Regions from separate parts of the Mus musculus genome. Here region 1 is linked to region 2. The links are chromatin contacts, called in public Hi-C maps. All regions are on one chromosome and are shown on one strand. The core of a region is the stretch at or near the end of the contact, and the rest is flanking DNA. Distances in the headings are between cores, read along the strand shown. Region 1 holds the start of Bace2 (beta-site APP-cleaving enzyme 2). Region 2 has its middle 44 kb from the start of Bace2.

Region 1 (4,167 bases), core at 1,666-4,165, 44 kb after region 2:
TTTATTTTGTGTGTGTGCAAGTAAATTCATTGGGTATGTGCATGTACTTGTGGAGGCCAGAGGTTGAACTTGGGTAATGGTCCCCAGGAGTTATTTTAGATACTGTTTTATTGCTATAAAAAGACACTAGGCCAGGCGTGGTGGTGCATGCCTTTAATCCCAGCACTCGGGAGGCAGAGGCAGGCCGGTTTCTGAGTTCGAGGCCAGCCTGTTCTACAAAGTGAGTTCCAGGACAGCCAGGGCTACACAGAGAAACCCTGTCTCAAAAAGCAAGCAAGCAAACAAACAAACAAAGACACTATGACCAAGGGAACTTGTAAGATAAAGCAATTAATTAGGGGCTTGCCTACAGTTTCAGAGGGTTAGCCCATGATTACCATCATACGTGCGGCAGCAGGCACTATATATATGGCTTGAAAGCCACAGCTGAGAGCTTACATCTAATCCCAAGGCATCAGGCAAAGGGGATTGGGCTAGAGTGAGCTTTCAAAACCTCAAAGCCATCGACAAACCTCATCCAACAGACCACACCTCCCAATCCTACCCAACAATTTGGAAACAAGTATTCAAACATATGAGCCTATGGGGTCCAGACTCATTCAAACCACCAGAGGAGCTGTCCACTTTTCTTTTTATTATTTGAGATAGATCTTTCACTGGAACCTAGAACTTGACAATTAGATGAGAATAGCTGGCTAGTGAGCCCCAGGGATTGCCTCTCTCTGCCCTCCAGGTTGCTGGGATTACAGGGAAGCGCTGTCATGCCTGGGTTTATAAATGGGTGCTTGGGATTAAACTCAGGTTTTCATGTTTGCACAGTCAGCACTTTACTAATTGGACCCAGGTGTGTTTTTATTTTAATTGTTAATGTTTCTCATTTTGGAGTCATAGTTTGTTAAATACAGATCAACATACTGAGGCCCTCAGTCACTTGTAAGAGTGTAGCTGGGTCCTGGAATCAGAAGTTGGAGAAGTCATGGTGTGAGAAGAGCTCCAGTGAGCAGAGCCAGCTATCTCCAGGGGGTGCCACTGAGGCACCCCATGTCAGGAAGTGTTGTGAATGCAATGAGGCAGGAGAATGCTAAGGCCACACAGAGTGAAGACAAGGAATCTGGTGCTACCACTTCAGGGCCCGACCAGTACTTTATTGACAAGATGGCCCTACCACTCATTAAAACGGCATGTGCTCTTGATCCTGTCTCTATGCAGTTGTTTATACACCTCCCTTTTGCCAGGGAAAGCTTGGAATAGCCATGCTACATGAAATAGAGATTTTCAAATAAAAACACTAACTAGATCCGAGTTTTACAGATTTCCCCTGTGTTTATTTTTTAACCTTAGAGAGCACAAATGTCTTTAATATTGACCTTATACCTTATACATCCTGTAGCACCTGAGTTGATGTCCTCGATAAATTCCATGTGCTTCCAAAAGGATGCTGTCATTCTGAGAGCTGTCTGGGTGGTCCCCAACCCCTCAAGACTGAACACCAGGGTTTGTAAATAACTACCTCTTTTTAAATTGTCCTTTCCTTACAATCTTGAATTTAAATGTGAATATATGAATGTAAGAGCTCGCGATAACTATGCAGATTTATGGGCAATAACAATTTAGGTTCTATCCTGGAATTCAATCAGGCCTGCCTTCGTGTGACTGGGGATTCCTTGAAGCTTGGATAGAGTTAAGAGGGGGGAAAAGTGCAACCTGTAACCAAAACCATTTAGAAAGTAGAACAGCTGAAGATCTGGGACAGAAAGGTCCCTGGTAGAGCAAGAAAGGATTCTGACATTGGAAAGGAGGGAACAAGCATGGACACTTGTATCTGGAAGTTCCGGTTAAGGATTAGGGACGCTTGATTTCTACTTTCCATTGTTTGAAGATGGTCTTGTTTGTTTTTTTTAAAAAAAAAAAAAGCCAACATAATTCAGCTGGAGGAGACACAAAGATTTCTCCTATTCCTTGATTCAGCAAAAAATCGATGAGTTTAGCTGCTGTAATTGTCCCCCCTGCGTTCAGTACCTGAAATAAAATAGCCCTCTGAATGCATTTCTGCGGCTTCGGTGTCTGGCTAAACAAGTATTAATTAGATAATCTGCGGAGAGCTGGTGGGAGGATGAAAGAGGGGGAAGGCTGGATGGCAGCCTCATTTGGGACCCTGATAGTAATTCACTATCTTGGTGGACTGACTGAATCCCTGGGAGATTGAGCTCAGCTCCTAGCGGAATTGGATCTGCATTAAGGACAAGAGGAAAGCCAGGAAGACCAGGCCCAAATCTACCTCCTCAAGCTGTGGTTTTGGGTTCAGGGGAGGGTAAGCAGGAAGGAGCAATAACCCAGATCCCTTCTCAGAAATTCAAAATCTGCTCACCTGCTTCCCCTATCCCTGGGGCTCTCAGCGCCCCCAGCCTCCATTCATACTTCAAATCCTTTCTCAGAGAACCAGCTAACTCCTAAGGAGCTGGAAGGGGAGAACCACGCGTGGGAGAAGCTCCGAGAGGCAGCCAGACCCTGTTGGAGTGCGCTTGGCAAGCGGAGAGGTGCACTCTTTCACAGTTGCCTGCCCCGCGCTCTGAGCCTTAAGTCCTAAGGGCACTTCTGCCTCTGCAGGGACAGTGGACCCCCGGGGGTTCCTTGAGCGCAGGACCAGAAAGCCAGTTTGCGCTTTAGCTGCCCCTTTAAGGGTTCCCGAAACTTTCCAGCAGCTCTAAGCTGAGCCTCGTCATATCCGTTAGCCGTGGCCTCCCGGGCACGTTCCGGGGAAATTTTGCACTCCAGTTTCCCGGGGAAGAGGCGCGACCCGCGCCCATCCTTGACCTTGGCCACGGAGGAGGGGCAGGGCCTGCGGGGAGGCGGCCGCCAGAGGGGGCAGCGACTGAGAACTTGTTCAACTCTGCACCGCCTTCTCCAGCCTCCTCCCTGTCCGCCCCGCCCCGGCCGGCTAAGGACCGCAGAACCGCGCTCGCAGACTCGCCGAGCCCCCGCTGCGGGGATGGGCGCGCTGCTTCGAGCACTCTTGCTCCCGGTGCTGGCGCAGTGGCTCTTGAGTGCGGTCCCCGCGCTGGCCCCCGCGCCCTTCACGCTGCCCCTCCAAGTGGCCCGGGCCACGAACCACAGAGCCTCGGCTGTTCCCGGACTCGGGACCCCCGAGTTGCCCCGGGCCGATGGTCTGGCCCTCGCACTGGAGCCTGTCAGGGCTACTGCCAACTTCTTGGCTATGGTGGACAACCTTCAGGGGGACTCTGGCCGCGGCTACTACCTAGAGATGCTGATCGGGACCCCTCCGCAGAAGGTAGGGTTGGGGGCGGTAGTTTCTGTGAATTGACTCCACGCGATTTAATGCCGTCCCTAAGGCAGTAGCTTTCACTGGGAAGAAGGGTCAGGGAGATGCATGGGTTGGGTGAGGAGTGGAGGCGCGCGCTAGGGACGCACCAGGGAGCGCAGCCTCTGCCGGAGCACAGCTCAGGGGGTGTGAGCAAATGTTTCAGAACTTGGTGGCCCTCCCCCACCCCGTGGAGCTTGACAGCTGAAGGAACCTGTAACATGCTTCGGGCCCAGGAGCGACGCCTCCTTCCAGCAAGAGCGGTACCTACTGAGTGGGTGGTGGGTGGGGTCTTGGAAAAAGGTGCTGTTAGGTGCAGGGAAATCACTGGAGTTGATACCATCTCTATGCTGTCTCATTGCTAAAAAGACTCTTGGACAGCATCCAAGGCGCAGTACCCTTTAAAAGAGATTTCTCCATGAGCTCAGCTAAAAGACACCCGGTTCCAAAGTGTCTCTTTGCAGGGCAGAGCCAGCCGTCTTCCTTCCTCGGAGTTTGTTTGCTGGCTTCCTCATAGCTGTCCGGCTGCCCAGCCTCTGGGAGCCGTGCACCCGCCAAGGCATGCATCCTGCGGGGGTTGGAGAATGTGAATGCCATTAGCTGCTGGGGAACACCAAGCGCGTAGCGAGTCAAAGATAAAACAAACGCAGTCCAAACAGCTTTCTTCCCCGCCTTGTGCCGATGTTCATTTAACACTTCGAGTGACAGGGAACACCGGCTCCCAAGCACGGAATCTGGCAAGGGAAACAAAAGCCTCACAGAAGTGATCCGACCCTCTCCAATTCGAATTCAAGTTGTCTCATAAGTTGAACGCACCGTATGAAGACACTTTATTTTTAACATCGTCG
Region 2 (3,722 bases), core at 941-3,440:
AAAACAAGATAACAAAAAAACAAACAGCTAACCTTCAGGCTGGGAAATAAACATGTGAGATGCCCCCCTCCCCTGTTGTTCTTCTTCCTAAGGTGTTGGGAGCCACTGACCCTGTTTGAATGTTAACTGCGTTGTCAGCCATAAGTGCTTACTTATAAAGTTTTGGCCTTAGTGGAAAAGTATTAGCTTAGTTGAGATTTTTGTGGGGAAAGTTGAGGCCTCCGTGGGAAAATACTACCCTCAGTTAAGAACAAATAGCTATAGATCTTATGCACAGGTACCTAGCAACCCATTCTGTTCTGTTCCTCCTGCTGAACTTTTTACCTAGCCAATATCCTGCTTTTGGGAACAGGTGAGTTCTCCCAGAAACAAAGAGCGATTCTGCGTCATCTCCCTCCCCATACCCTGCTTCTGTGGGCATAAAACCTGCCTGGGAAAAATAAAAATTTGACAGCTTGATCAATCAGACTTGCTGTCCGTCCTTGTGTTCCTCACCCCTCATTCTCTCCGCAGGCGGTTCCTCAGACCCTGTCCAACTGTCCCGCAGGCAGAGGCACTAAGGAAGCTCACATACAAATTGTAACCTCAGCACATGACCTTCCCAGGTTGATTTTATTCCAAGAACATTAAATTATATGTCCTGACAACTTTTAGGCTGAAGTTAGTGTCACATTGACACTGTATAAACTACCTCCAGCATCCACCTTAGAATTTTCCATTTTCTCCAGCAGACACTCTGTCTCTACCAGACATTGACTGCTTGCCTCAGGGGACACCATCTTTGTGAGGTCTCAAAGAAACAGGGACAGAGGCTGAGCTGCACCTATTTAACATATCAAAGTGGAGGCTGGTGACTAGTCTCTCCTGGCACCACCAGTCCTTGTTGCAGAGTCCTGGCTCCTCTAGGCACTTCTCACCTTGCCTTGAGCCTGTCTCCTCCAGCTCCTGAGCTTCATTCCTCCCTGCAGTGTCTCTGATTCCTATACAACTTCAGCCATTTTGGCTATGCAGCCTTTTGGTCTCTCTCATGCTCTCAGTCCTGAGATCCCTCCTGCCCACCTCCCCTCCCCTCCCCTCCCCTCCCCTTCCCTCCCCTCTCCTCTCCTCTTTCTCATTTCCTCTCTTGCTCTCCCATCCCCTTCTCCCATGGCCTGGTTCAGTCTACTGGCCCTGTTCAGCCAGGACCTTTCCAGATGCCTCTGGCTATGTTCTCTCTCATGTCTACAGTAAATCTTCTCCCCAACCACACTGTGGAGCAGCCAAGGCCTCGCTTTTCATTCAGTCACCACTACCATTCTACCTTCTGTCTGTTAACCCTCTAACCTATGGTCTATGTGTAAGTGGTAACATGCACTGTTTTTCATGCATGCAATGTTGGAGTATGTACTGGGACGGTCTTTTTATAGCTGAATAATTGTCTGCTGCATGAATCAGATTTGGTTTTTGTGCCATCAACATGTAAGTGCTCTGTGAATCTCTCTCTCTCTCTCTCTCTACACACACACACACACACACACACACACACACACACACACACGGGGGGGGGGGTGTAGGAAAGCAACTGCTGTTTGCTTTCAACTAACCTAGCCACCAGTGGACTAGAAGTCACCCATTCTTCCTCACAGATCCCCTCTTCCAGCTTCTAGCAGTTGATGTCACAGTTAACACCACGAGATTCCCTTTTATAAGCACTCCTTCCTTAAGTGGCACCTTGTACCACCTCCCACTGGTTAATACTGAGCAGGACATTGGCTTCAGCCTTCTCTGTAGCAGCTGCTTGAGAAGTGAACACTTATTAAAAGAGATTCCATGGGAGTGTAGGGAGGGAAGAGAAGAGAGACTTTGCAATCACAGGCTTTTCTTGGGGACAGGCACTTGGGGACATCCAAGGGTGGAACCAAAGGACCGACTCATTGGCTTCAAGACTGGGGTTCTCACACAAGGTGGAAAACAGGTGACAGAGGAGGAAGAGTGACTGGTTAGTGTTCCTTCCTGGAAAGCACAGGGACACGGAGGAGGGAACTGTGGGCATTCAGCTCTGATTATGCATACTCACTGACCGCCAAGCACAACAAGCACTTGGAGATAGACTAACAATCTTTTTTCTTCTGGCCATACTGGACATAGATTTTGGTTCAGCAATGAGCTTCCTTTTCAGAGGATGCAATGCGAAGCTTCCCCAGTAGAGGGCACTAGATGGCCATGAAGGAATACTCGGTCTCTGCCAGGAAGCTGCCTGCTGGAGAGACAGAAGAATGTGGGGTGGGGGTGAAGAGAGGTAGGGGGTTGGGTGGGGGGACACAATGAAAAGAGGCAGAACTAGAGACTCAAAGAGTCGTGAAGAAAGCCTGATGTGAGTAGCCAGGGATGCCTCCTAGGTCCATGATGGGGTCCTGTCTTTTGCTGCCACCAGGGGCCACGTCTGAGTCTGTGGCCCTGCAGAAGTAGGGATCTGTTACTACAAAAAGGCCACGTGGATGCCCCCCGAGGGCTACTCTCCTGGTACATGTTGATGTCTGAGGGCTGTGCAGAACTGGCGTACCCTCGCCTGGACATTGTGGGAGAGCTGGCCCTGGGGAGATGTTAGCAGGAGAGAAAACTCCGCCCCTATCCAGCTGCAGTACTTAGGAGAGCAGATCTGACATTGTGGGTGAGCCAATCCCCCGGAGAGTATGAATGTGGAAGAGTTGGCCCAGCCTCTTGTCTGCTATGTGGTGACATGGGAGAGGGAGAGATGTCCCCCTTTCCCCCTTGCCACCTACAGCAGGCTAGGAGCTGGCCCTGAGGTCACCAGAGCAGGAGAGATCAGAGCCCTGCCCTCATTTGCTGCAGCACAGTAAAGCTGGCCCTGGTTGTGGAGGTTTCAGGAGAGCAGGCCCTGCCTCTTGTCTGCTGTGTCATGACATTGGCAAGAGAGAGATCCCCACCCTCCATTTTGCCCTCACAACTGGCAGCAGGTGGGAAAGTTGACCCTGACCAGGTCATGAGAGCAGAACGGGCCCTTCCCATCACCTGCTGAGTCACTTGGGAGAGCAAGCTCCCTCCTCTCCCCTTCCCTTCCTTGTCCCTTGCCATCTATGGCAGGCAGGAGAGCTGGCCCCACGGTCATGAGAGTGGAAGAACTGTCCATGTCCCTCACAGCTGCAACACTCAGAAGAGCAGGCCCTGCACCTCACCTGGACAGCAGAGTAGAGCTGACCCTGGTGGCAGAGATGGCCTCAAGGTTGTGAGAGTGAGAGAGGCAGTGAGCTGACCAGCTCAGATACCTCTCAGGCCCAAATCTAAGACTTTGAATTGGTCCACCCCAACATCTACCCCTTGATGAACTGCTGGAGTTCATGAAGGGGCCTAAACTCCTGTATCTCCATGACACAGGACAACAGCAGACTATCTGAGAGGAGTCCCAGCGAGCTTCTAGTATCAGTAGAGTGGCAGAAGCCAGAGGCCTTGAACCAGACCAACAAGTCATTCAATGAACATTTGGAAACAAAGAAATGTGGACAAAAAGGGTGTGATGTGGGACACACTATAACACACTGTAGCTTCCACAAGATTTTTTTTTTCTGCAAGGGTGGAGAGTGGACACAAGGGGAGGGGGAGATGACTGGGATTGGGATGCGTGATGTGAAACTCACAAGGAACCAATAAAAAGCTTTAAAAAATAATAAAACACTTAAAAGAGCAAATACATTCTATTTTCCATTTCATTCTTGACCTCTTAA

Evidence for each region. A called contact is a pair of places that touch in the nucleus more often than the background predicts.
Region 1: a contact with region 2 is called in a Hi-C map of the N1E-115 cell line, with 12 times the contacts expected there. The contact joins the promoter of Bace2 here to the enhancer-like site in region 2. A contact is called at or near these places in 2 of 39 promoter capture datasets (liver and macrophages), 7 of 484 Hi-C or Micro-C datasets (the N1E-115 cell line, adipose-derived mesenchymal stem cells, embryonic stem cells and 4 more) and 3 of 115 datasets of contacts at active chromatin or transcription factors (the HPC-7 cell line and embryonic stem cells).

Annotation. Positions count from the first base shown.
Region 1 is chr16:97,353,813-97,357,979 of GRCm38.p6, forward strand. It overlaps Bace2 (beta-site APP-cleaving enzyme 2), which reads left to right and starts at 2,916. Exons shown (of 9, transcript NM_019517.5): 1 at 2,916-3,289. The coding sequence starts at 2,990.
Region 2 is chr16:97,310,866-97,314,587 of GRCm38.p6, forward strand. No RefSeq gene overlaps it. Among named protein-coding and RNA genes, the nearest start is that of Bace2, 44 kb to the right of the region's middle. Within about 2 kb of position 2,191, at least 22 of the 459 cell types and tissues checked have an H3K27ac peak or open chromatin away from gene starts, as enhancers often do. A contact at or near this core is called in the N1E-115 cell line, where this site is marked.